Linked DNA regions of Callithrix jacchus: region 2 is linked to region 1. The links are chromatin contacts, called in public Hi-C maps. All regions are on one chromosome and are shown on one strand. Each heading gives the region's core, a stretch centred on a gene start, on an enhancer-like site or on the middle of the called end of the contact. The rest is flanking DNA. Distances are from core to core; before and after follow the strand shown. Region 1 holds the start of RBX1 (ring-box 1). Region 2 holds the start of EP300 (EP300 lysine acetyltransferase).

Evidence for each region. Hi-C and Micro-C count contacts between places; a contact is called where the count stands out from the background.
Region 2: a contact with region 1 is called in a Hi-C map of skeletal muscle, with 5 times the contacts expected there. The contact joins the promoter of EP300 here to the promoter of RBX1 in region 1. A contact is called at or near these places in 3 of 3 Hi-C or Micro-C datasets (induced pluripotent stem cells and skeletal muscle).

The regions. Positions count from the first base shown.
Region 1 is chr1:191,766,924-191,772,856 of calJac240_pri, reverse strand. It overlaps RBX1 (ring-box 1), which reads right to left and starts at 3,472. Exons shown (of 5, transcript XM_002743801.6): 1 at 3,374-3,472; 2 at 859-937. The coding sequence starts at 3,451.
Region 2 is chr1:191,896,596-191,902,528 of calJac240_pri, reverse strand. It overlaps EP300 (EP300 lysine acetyltransferase), which reads right to left and starts at 2,875. Exons shown (of 30, transcript XM_078334916.1): 1 at 1,557-2,875. The coding sequence starts at 1,650.

The DNA.
Region 1 (5,933 bases), core at 2,223-4,722:
CATACAAAATCCTTATACCTTAGGCTTCTTTCCTTTGTAAACAATGACCAGCAAAAATTACCTCAGATAGAATTTTTTTTTTTTTTTTTTTGGGAGACAGAGTTGCTGAGGGAGGCCGAGGCGGTAGATCAGTTTGTAGTGCAGTGGTGTGATCTCAGTTCACTGTAACCTTCACTTCCCAGGTTCAAGCTATTTTCCTGCTTCAGCCTCTCAAGTAGCTGGGATTACAGACATGCACCATCACGACCAGCTAATTTTTGTATTTTTCGTAGAGACGGGGTTTCACCATTTGGCCAGGCTAGTCTTGAACTCCTGGCCTCAAATAAGCTGCCTGCCTCTGCCTCCTAAAGTGCTGGGTTTACAGGCATGCACCACCATGCCTGGCTAATCTTTGTGTTTTCAATAAAGTTGGGGTTTCACCATGTTGGCCAGTCCGGTCAACTCCTGGCCTCACATGATCTACCCACCTTGGCCTCCCAAAGTGAGCCAATGTGCCTGGCCTCAGACAGAACATTTTAGCTCAAAGTTTATTTTCCTCTGTTCACTATTTCTACCTTCGAGTCTAGGTACAAGAGGGGAGATACCCAGGAAGAGTCAATAGTGCCTGTTGTCCACAATTCATTCTAAATGTGTCCCTGCCATCTTTAGATTGAGTAGATTTATTCTGAGAGCTGGGTATGCTTCCAGGACATCATAAAAAAACTACTCTATTTCCAACACATCAACAGATTAGATACAGAAGACCGAGTGCTCAGCATAGGCTTCTATCTCCTTGTGAAGAAGAAAATTGGTCACATCAAGATAGCCACAATCTCTGTAACCTTCTCAACTTTCTCCCATCCTCCTCCAATTACTTACAAAGATCCATAATGTGGTTCCTGCAGATGGCACAGTTATCAACCACAATATCCCAGGCCCAGAGGGCTACTGCATTCCACTGCAAAGACAAAAAGAGGGAACAATGCATTCTCCTTGTAACACACACTCTTTACGACTTCATGCTGCAGCTGCAGTTACCACCTCTTCGGCCATGGGGAACCACCAAACACAAGTTTCTGGATATTACATTATTCTTATTATATCAAAGGACAACGGTAGACTACACGTATGTTCTCCCATTCTCCAAAAGGCTGCGTATGTCAACACAGAAATTAATGAGTCATCTTTTGTTTCTTATAGTTTAAAATACTTTGGCCAGGAGCACGCCTATAATCCTAGCACTTTGGGAGGCTGAGGCGGGTGGATCACAAGGTCAAGAGATCGAGACCATCCTGGTCAACGAGGTGAAACCCTGTCTCTACTAAAAATACAAAAATTAGCTGGGCACGGTAGTGCGCACCTGATGTCCCAGCTACTCGGGAGGCTGAGGCAGAATTGCTTGAACCCAGAAGGCGGAGGTTGCAGTGAGCCGAGATCGTGCCATTGCACTCCAAGCTGGGTAACAACAGCACAACTCCATCTCAAAATAAAATAAAATAAAACAATTTAGTTAGTGGCCAGGCACAGTGGCTTGTACCTATAATCCTAGCACTTTGGGAGGCCGAGGCGAGGGGATCACCTGAGGTCAGGAATTTGAGACAAGCCTGGCCAACATGGCAAAACCTCATCTCTAGTAAAAATACAAAACTTAGCTGGGCATGGTGGCAGTTGACTATAATCCCAGCTACTCGGCAGGCCGAGGCAGAACTGCTTGAACCTCGGGGGCAGAGGTTGCAATGAGCTGACATTGGTGCCACTTTACTCCAGCCTGGGCAAAAGGGTGACTCTGCCTCAAAAAAATGAAATAAAATAATTGTCAGCCGTATCAATGTAAACAAATTAGGAACAATTTTTAACTGCCCGTTGTAGGCTTAATAAACACAAACTTGAATTACTGTGCAGGTTTTTGTGGCAGTTGCAGAAGAGCTCAAAATCTGAGTGAGTATCTGCTCTTCCAGGAAGCTCCGGAAGCATGAGCAGTGAGGTGAAAGCTAGGGAACAGAATGAACTAAGATGATCATGGGACCATAAAATGGATAATCATGGGATAAGCTGGATAATTAAGTACCCGTGTCAGTACACAGACCAAGGTCATCACTTAAATCTTAGAAGATTACTTTATAACAAATTCTAGAATTCACTAGAATTTTGTTTGATTCTTACCATAAAATAAACAGATGTTCCCAACTTTTATGTCTTGTATTGAGATAATTCCAGTAAGAGTTTAACTAAAAGTGGCATTTCAGTTATTCCACTCTGGCTTCCTCAGTTACGAATACTGCCAAACCTTCATCACTTTCAGACCCCATTCTCAGTGCCTTATAACTTCTTTCCCACTTTTCACATCACAGTTTCAACTTGGAGGAAAAGCCCCTCTTCTATTATTCTTCAATATGGCTGCTGGCTGTAACTGAGCAGCAGTGGCCACAATGAGACACCAAAAAGCACTAGGAGGGGGGATATGTCAGTGTTTAACCAGATGTTCCAGGAATATCTTCCCTATTTCAGAATCTCCATTTTGAACAGCTTTCATGTTAGGTGGGAATCGACACTGTCCCCCAAACTGTGGCAAACCACTAAAAGGCATTTCATATAAAAAGACACGTTCCATTTTTGCTTTTCCACTCTTACCAAGTCATTCACGACTAGTACTCAACCCTCCCTAAATGCCACAGGATTTGGGCTCGGATTTTCTTAACAAATGCCACCATGCTTTTTATTTTTATTTTGGAAGGGGGAGATTCTGGACGTGACAGAGAACCCAGGACTGAGATGGTTATGTGAAAAGACAACAGACGTCTCAGAAGAGCCAAGCACTACACTCCAGACTCTTTAGACGGTGTGAGGCCCAGAGATGGGGTTAATGGAGGCCTCGGTTCGGCGAGCACCAAGTCTGGATTCCTCAAAGTGAGAGGACCCCAAGCTTCAAAAAGGGGCGGGGCAAGATCACCAGCGGGGTCCCTCAGAGGCCTCCAATGCAGTACGACCTCAGATTGTTCCCAGCTTTCGCCGCACTGCCCCATCCTCCACCGCCGCAGTCACTCCGACTCCCCATTTCACCCACCCTACCCCACCCTGTCCTTCCCCCACCTCGACCACTCCAGTGACAGCTCAAGCGCTTGGCTCCTGCCGCCAAATCGCAACCCCGCGTATCTCAATAAGCAGCTCCGTGATTGGCCCCTCAGCCTCACAGCGAAACCAACACGTCCCTGACAGTGGGCCACCGTCACGCCGATCAACTCTAAGACCCGCCCCCCGGCTTCCTTTCGTGGTACCCGGTCCCAGGAACGCCCTGAAATGAAACCCTTTACTCCGCGCCTCGACCATCCTGGGGCCTGCCAGCCAGATCCGCGCCTCTCTAGCTTCCCTGAGGAAGGTGCTGGCGAGACCCAACCTTTTTCACTTCAAAGCGCTTCTTGCCCGCGCCGCTGTTGGTGCCGCTCGGGGTATCCACATCCATCGCTGCCGCCATTTTGGAAATACAAGATCTGTCGTCCGACCACCGCGCCTGCGCAACTGTGCACGCCTCACTCCCCCGCCTCCCGGCACCTCCTCCCACACCCCACCCCTTATTGGCGCGCGAGAGGCAGGTGGGGGCGGAGCACGTCACCACGCCTCTTAAAGGGGCTGGCGCAGATTGCCCCACCCGCGTCGTGTCGGCCGGTGGGGGCGGTGGCGGGAGTGGCTGGGGCGGGGCCGAGGCTACGTGAGCTAGCCTGGTGGAAATGTTCGAAAGGGTTTGCTCTCGCCGCCTCTTCTGGGAAGCCCCCGACCACACTCCGTCAGCTGGGGCGGCGGCTGTTTCCTCCGCATGAGCACGACCTGCGCCGCAGCCCTACCCGGCTTGTCGGGCTCTCCGGGTCGCCGCGCAGCTCCCAGTGCGGGCTGGGGAAGGCGCGGGGGTGGGTACCCGCCGCCTACCCCAGAACCCGAGAGCCCTCGCTGGTCTTTCGCAGACTCTGACCCGCCTCGTAGCCAGGCCCGAGGTGCAGTCCTCCTGAGAGGGCTGGAGCGCAGGCACCGTCTGGTCTCCGATTTCTGTTTGGGAACTGCTCGGGGATTCGATGGGAAGAAGGGAGACCTCAGAAGGCCCTCCTCAAGGCCAGACTGAGCAGGCCCCCAGCCCTGCCCTCACCCGCCCGCGAAGCCTGGGGGGTGGCCTCTGCGCCCGCCTAGTCGCAGTCCTAGGACCGCCTTTGGTTGGGGTGCCCGGCTTCACTATAGCGTGTCAGTCCCCACTCCCCCTTCCTCAGTTGTCATCTGCGTGGGGTGATTTCTTCCCGGTCCGTGTCCTCTGTCTGCTGCTTGAGCTATAATGAAACCAACCCACTTGAAGTCACTGTATTTCTTGAATTTTGTGAGGCATTCTGATCTTTTTTTTTTTTTAATGGAGACAATGTCTCACTATGTTGCCCTGGCTGGCCTCGAACTCTTGGTCTCAGGCGATCCTCACACTTCGGCCTCCCACAGTGAGTACTCACAGGAGTACGCCACCACGCCCGGCACAAGCACCTGTACTTCGTGTCACTCTCCCATTTCTGCCTAGACCAGGACTCCCTTTGACATCTCTAACCTTGCAGAGGTGTGACTGCCAGATCACTCTTAGAGGCATGGTGGCACATGCCTGTAATCTCAGCACTTTGGGAGGCTGAGGCGGGTGGATGGATCACATGAGGTCAGGAGTTCGAGACCAGCCTGGCCAACATGGCAAAACCCCATCTCTACAAAAAATAGAAAAATTAGCCAGGTGTGGTGGCATGCGCCTGTAGTGCCAGCTACTCAGGAGGCTGAGGCAGGAGAATCGCTTGAACTCGGGAGGCAGAGGTTGCAGTGAGCCGAGGTAGTGCCAGTGCACTCCAGCCTGGTGAGAGAGCGAGACTCCATCTCAAAATAATAATAATAATAACAGTGAAAGAATTGCGATTTGTTTCCCTTTTAGTCATAAACAGGAACAGCAGATCCTGGAAAACACCACCACAGCTTTAACCAGACTTGAAAAATTGTTTGAGACCTTAAAGAGCTATAGGAAGCCTACAGAGTTTTTCTTAGCCCAAGTTTTAATGATTTTATGTGAAAATATCTGTCATTAATGTATTGTGTGCCTACAGGTCCTGATGGGAATACCAGAAACACATTGTAAATTAAGGCATTGAAGACATATTTATCCATCATTCAATAAAAGTATTGATATGTGCCAGGTTCTATTTGAAACAGGAGAGCCATAGTAAGAGTCAGATAAACCCCTAGTTAGGGAACAATACACAAGTCAACACATAAATACATCAAGAAGTCTCAGAGCCGGGCAAGCTGGCTCATGCCTCTAATCCCAGCACTTTGGGAGGCCAAGGCAAGCAGATCACCTGATGTCAGGAGTTCCACACCAGCCTGGCCAACATGGTGAAACCTCGTCTCTACTAAAAATACAAAACCAAAAATTAGCCGGGCATGCATGGTGGCGAATGCCTGTAGTCCCAGCTACTTGGAACACTGAGGAAGGGGAATCTCTTGAACCCGGGAGGTGAAGGTTGCCATGAGCTTAGATTGTTCCACTGCACTCTAGCCTAGGTGACAAGAGTGAGCGTTTATCTAAAAAAAAAAAAAAAGTCTCAGCTATTGAGCTACCCTCTAGGTGGGGTGGATCAGGCCTATAATTCCAGCACTTTGGGAGGTCAAGGTGGGCAGGTCACTTGAATACAGCAGTTTGAGACCAGCCTGGCCAACATGGCGAAACTCTGGGTCTACCAAAAATACAAAAATTAGCCAGGTGTGGTGGTGCGTGCCTGTAATCCCAGGTACTCAGGAGGCTGAGGCAGGAGAATTGCTTGAACCCAGGAGGTGAAGGTTGCAGTGAGCCAAGATTGTGCCACTGCACTCCAGCCTGGGTGACAGAGCGAGACTCCCTCTCAAAAAAAAAAAAAAGTCTCAGGTAGACCGGGCACAGTGGCTCATGCCTG
Region 2 (5,933 bases), core at 1,626-4,125, 130 kb before region 1:
TAAAAAATCCTTCTGAATGGCACTTTCGTAGGTGCAAAGGAATACAATGATGTGCGTCTATGTGCGTGAATTTTGAAGAAAAAAAACAGCTAAAAAATATCCTTGGAGACTACAGTACCTTCATAGAATAGGTACAGATCAAAGTACATGCATAATCAGTGTTACAAGCCTTAAATAGAGGAACTCTGCAAGATTCCTATTTCCCAATTGTTGCAGGTTAACTGAAATTCATTTTACATCTTTCTTATAAAAGCAACGAATTCAAAGCATTTGTTCCGTCTTTCCATATTCACTCTGAAATGAAGCCTACTTAGAAACATGTTCTCCAAGTTCTCTACAAACTCAAAGGGTACATTTAACTCCATTATGCACTCTCACTGGCAGATGGAAGGATGACGTTGAGCCTGTTCTCAGGGAGTTAAAGAGATGCTCCGTAGTAAAGGGGAACATCTTGTGGGCTGTCAGATGGCCAGCCATTCTTCATCTTCATTATTCCAGCAAAGAAAAGGTCCTCGCCCATCAGGATAACACCATTAAACTAACTGTAAGAAGAGAATGAAGGGGATGATGGAAGAAGTCTCCCTGAACTTCTCTGACAAAGGGGCTGGTCCACAACTGAATGAACTGAAGAATCCGGAAAGCTTTTAAATAAAAATCTTGATCTCCAAATGTGTTTAAAAGTGTAAAAAGACAAACACAAAAACACCAAAGCTAATGCACATTTTAAACTTTTGTATAATCAGTTCATGTTCGTAGTTCCTGACTGGAACTCTTTCAACTTCTAACGTTGATTTTCAGGTACATAACTCCACAAAATTGTTTATCTTTTTTCTTCCTCCTAAAATGATAAAGTGAATGCAAACTACAAAGAACATGACCCTGTTCTCACAACCTGAAAATCCAGAGTTTCAGACATTTTGGTCTCACACCAAAACTGGAAGATGTGAGATGAACTGCACTCCATATTGATTCTTACAGCAAATAAGAAAAAGCAGGGGGAAAAAGCTAAGAAGGGTAGGTAAGACAAAACAATTGTTAAACTTCGCTTCTAATCTGAAATCTTGGACCTCGCACACACAAAAATCAAGTTTTTACATCCTATTTAACAGAAAATATTCTGCAAAGGAGAGAAAATTTTGAAAAGGGTGGAAAGTAGAGAAAATAGAGTAAGTACAATGAGGAGAAAGGATTCGAAATTCTTCATTTACCAAGAACAAAAAAAATTAAAACTTAAATTGCATAGAAGCTCTTACTCATAAATGCACTGGCATTTCCCAAATTAAACTGCACGGGAGCAACAATACAGGCCATTTCTATACAGCACCCACTTACGAGCTCTAATTCCAGAACACACACCGATATGACACAGTGTTGCAACCAATGTATTAGGAGGCAAAGAAAATGGTTGGGCTACTGGACGTCTTCGATCAGCTCATTCAAATACCTTTAAAATTAATTAAGGGACAGGGAGAGAGGAAAAAAAAAAAATGGAATAAAGGAGCACCGAGTAGAAAAGATTAAGAGGAACGTGGAAGGCCGGGGCTGCCGAAACTAACCTGTGCCATCGCTGGCCGACGCCGAGAGGGCCGGAGATGAGAGTTTAGGCCGCTTGGCTGAAGGCGGCCCCGGTTCCACCACATTCTCGGCCATTTTTAATTCTTTCGGAGATACAGGCGAGGAAAACCAGAATCCTCAGGAAATCTCTTCGGCCCGGGGTCCCCGCCCCGCACCCAGGGGTGGGCTGGGGGGCTCCGACGGCACCCGAGGGGGTGGGGGAAGTTCCTTTTTCTCTTCGCCGGGTCGCAGTGGCTGGAGAGGGATGCGGACTCGATAGAAAAGGTAGGGGCAAGTGCTAGGGGCCGGGCCTGGGCCCAAGCCCGGAGGAGGGCACAGGAGCACAAATTCACCGAGCGCGTCTGCTGCGGCGAATTCCCGAGAACTCGCGGCTCTAGAGGCGCAGTCCCCGGCCCGCCACGGCCGGCCCCTGCCCAGCCGAGGTCTCTCGGAGCTCCGCCGCCGCCATCAGCCTCTTCCTCCTCGGCGCTGTCCTCCTCCTTCTCATCGCCACAAGGAGGCGGGGGCGAAAAGGGGGGAGAGGAGGAGGCGACGAGAGACACTCACCTCCTCCCGGTGCCCCCTCCCGGGCCTGCGCCCCCACCCTCCGAACCCTCCTCCTGCCGCTGCCGCCGCCGCACCGGCCCCTAATGGCCGCAGAGAGCTCAACCGAGCCGAGAGCCAGGCTGGCGCCGCCGCCTCACATCGCACGGCGGCCGGCGGAGGCGCGGCAAGAACGCCAGGCGCGGAGCTGGCCGGCCCAGAGGACCGAGGGGGCCGGGCCGAGCAGCGCCGCCCGCCCGCGCCGACGCCAAACCCACCGAGGAGGCCCCGCTCCGGCGGCGGCGCAGGCGGCCCCTCCTCGCGCCGCGCTTCTCTCCTTCGCCCTCCTCTCGCGCGGAAAATAAATAAATACGGCCGCCGCTACGGTCCCCTCCGCCGGCGGCCAGGTGCTGGGAGAGCCCGCCCCCCCGGGGCTCCGCTCGGGGCCGACCGCGACGGCGGGCGAAGGCGCCGCGGGGCGCGGGGTTATGTAATGGTCCCCCCTAGGCGTCGACGCCGGCCCCGCTCCCGGGCCGCGGTGGGGGTGTGTGCGGACGGGAGGGGGCTAGGGGTCGCCTCAACCCGTGCGCCCCAGGCCCCCTGCCACTGTCTCGGCCCCAGCCGCCTCTCTCCGTCCCGGATCCCCTCCGCACTCTCTGGCTCCCGCAGTTCGCACTCAGCTCGGCGTCCCGCTTGCCCACTCTCGCCCGCTCCCTCTCGCCTCTCTCCCCCCCAACCTAGCACACAAACAAGATGGCGGCTGTTGTTTCTTCCCTCTGCCGAATCCTCCTTACAGGCTAGCGGTAGCGGCGGCGGCCGGAAATGAGCCAAAGGAGGGGGGTGAAAAAGGGGAGGGGCCGGGCCTCCGAAGGGAGGCGGGGCCTAGGCCCGAGCCGCTCACACAATGGGGGAAGTGGCGCCGGGGGCGGGGCCGGTTCCAATCACGGGATCCGCCCTAGTCCCCAACGCGGTTAGCGCTTCCGCAAACTCCCCCGGCGACACCCTGTGGCTCCCTTTAAAGGGGAGGATTTTTAAGAGGGGAGAGGATTTTAAGGGGGGAGGGGTGGGGGCGGACTCAATCTATTTTCTGTCGGTCGATAGTTACGAGGGAAGGTTCCTGGCTTTGGTCTCTTGTAGGGGACCGGTGGGAACCTGGGCGACTGAGCCCGGGAGCTGCGCCGAGGAAGACGCCAAGTCGCCACTTAGATGGCCAAAGGGGAGCGCCCGTGGGGCGGCCCTGCTTCCTGGCCTTTGAGTGGCGGGTCCCCCAAACCCCGGTCGAATCCATAAGCCAGGGTGTACCCACTGCCGAATACCCAGTGCATCCTCACTTCTCCATTGGCTTCCCAAAGGGAGTAGTTCACATCCAAAAAGCACGTTGATTACGAGTTGTTTTCAATTTCCTCTGAATTTTCCTTTTTTTTTTTTTTTCCACAACGAGCATATATTACTTTGACCAGAAAACAAAAATCACAGCAGTGGGAAGGAAGATGTTTCGGCACCAGACCCAACATTTCTTGCCCTCCACGTGTGTCCGTCCATACGCCCCTACCAGGTAGCACTCTCACCACAGAAGTCTTTCTTTTCTGAACACGCCTGGGACCTGAAGACATTTTTAGGTTTCTTTTTTCTTTTTTTTTTCCGTCTGCTCCCAATAGATCAAATTAATAAAAGACCACGTCAAGCCAGTGCCTTATCTAATGTAATTATGGGAAAAAGCAAAAATGTGGTAAAGGTAAGGATGGAAAAAAGCAAAAATGTAACGGGGGGAAAGTCCAGTGTGTGGGACCCAGCAGTTTTGCAGCTGAGGTCGGAGACATGCTTTCGGGTTTCTACACATTACCCTGTGTTTTGACCTTGTGTAAATTGTTACTGGAGAAGGTGGTATGGGTGTAAGTGACCCCCAAAGAAACTCACAAACTATTATCTATTGATATGGTTTAAAGCTTTTTCTCAAGCTGGGCTCAGTGGCTCACACCTGTAATCCCAGGAACTTTAGGAGTCCAAGACAGGTGGATCACGAGGTTGGGATTTGAAGACCAGCCTGGGCAAGATGATGAAAAGCCACCTCTACTAAAATACAAAAATTAGCCTGGTGTGGTGGCACGCACCTGTAATACCAGCTACTCAGAGGCTGAGGCAGGAGAATCGCTTGAACCCAGATGGCAGAGGTTGCAGTGAGTTGAGATCCTGTCACTGCCACACACTCCAGCCTGAGCGACAGAGCAAGACTCCCTCTCAAAAAAAAAAAAAAAAAAAAGTTCGCGATGGCTCACGCCTGCAATCCCACCCCTTGGAAGGCTGAGGCGGGTGGATCGCCTGAGGAGGGGGAGTTCGAGACCAGCCTGGCCAACATGGTGAAAACCCGTTTCTACTAAAAATACCAAAATTAGGCGGTATGGTGGTACACACCTGTAATCACAGCTACTTGGGAGGCTGAGGCAGGAGAATCGCTTGAACCCGGGAGGCAGAGGTTGCAGTGAGACGAGATTGCACCATTGCACTCCAGCCTGGGCAACAAGAGCGAGACTCTGTTCCAAAGGAAAAAAAAAAAAGCTTTTTCTTTTATTTTATATCTCATGTTCTGTAGTTTGTATTTGCGAATTGTTGGATTTTCTTTGGTTTCTGTTATTGTTTCTGTTTGTTTTGTTCTTTTTTTTTTCTTTTCTCTGTTTTCTAAATAAATGGTGGGATGAATAATAAAAATAAAATAAGAAAAAAGAAGTGATGGGATGAATAAGTAAGAACCTAAGAGTGAAGATCCTAATGGAGCAAGTCAAGTTGCTGACAGGGATGGATTCTGTCCTGTGATGTTCAGGCCTAGATCACCCAAACTGCAGTAGAAAAGCAGGCAAATTGAAAAAGACAGAACTTTTTATCTTAAAGTTGTTACAGGAAGAATTCAATGTGTGGGAGTAAGATCAAGATTGGCCTTCAGAGATAATTTTATTATTTTTATTTTTTTATTTTCTTTTGTTCCAAGAACTAAATTTTGTTATTTTTAATAGTTTATACCCACATTCAGACTAAGGAGTACAAATGAAAGAAATGTTGGCGGGGCACAGTGTCTCATACCTGTAATCCCAATGCTTTAGGAGATGGGGGTGGGAGGATGCCTTGAGCCCAGGAGTTTAAGACCAGCCTAGGAAACACAAAGAGAACCCCCACTTAGTCCCCATCTCTACAAAAGTAAAAAGAAAAATAGGCACGGTGGTGTACCTAGCACCTGTAGTCTCAGCTACTCCAGTTACTGAAATGGGAGAATCACTATAGCCTGGGAATTCAAGGCTGCAGTGAGCTGTGATTATGCCACTGCACTCCAGCTTGGGCAATAGAATGAGAGATCCTGTCTTTTTAAATAAATAAATATTTTAAAAACCAAATGAGAGAAATGAGAAATGTGGAGGACACCTGGAAACTTGCTCTGTAATTTCCTGGTGGGAGATTGCTTGCCCAGTTTTTTTGGTGTGTGTTTGTGTGTGTGTGTGTGTGTGATGGAGTCTTGCTCTGTCACCTGGGCTAGAGTTCAGTGGTACAATCTTGGCTTGCTGTGACCTCTGCCTCCTGGCTTCAAGTGATTCTTCTGCCTCAGCCTCACTATTAGCTGGGATTACAGGCATGTACCACCACACCCAGCTAATTTTTTGTATTTTTAGTAAAGATGGGGTTTCACCATGTTGTCCAGGCTGGTCTCGAACTCTTCATCTCAGATGATATACTTGTCTAGGCCTCCCAAAGAGCTGGGATTACAGGGGTGAGCCACTGCACCTGGCCCCAGCTTTTTTTTTTTTCTTTTACAGAGTTTTTTTTCTTCTTCTTGTGAGACAGAGTCTCAC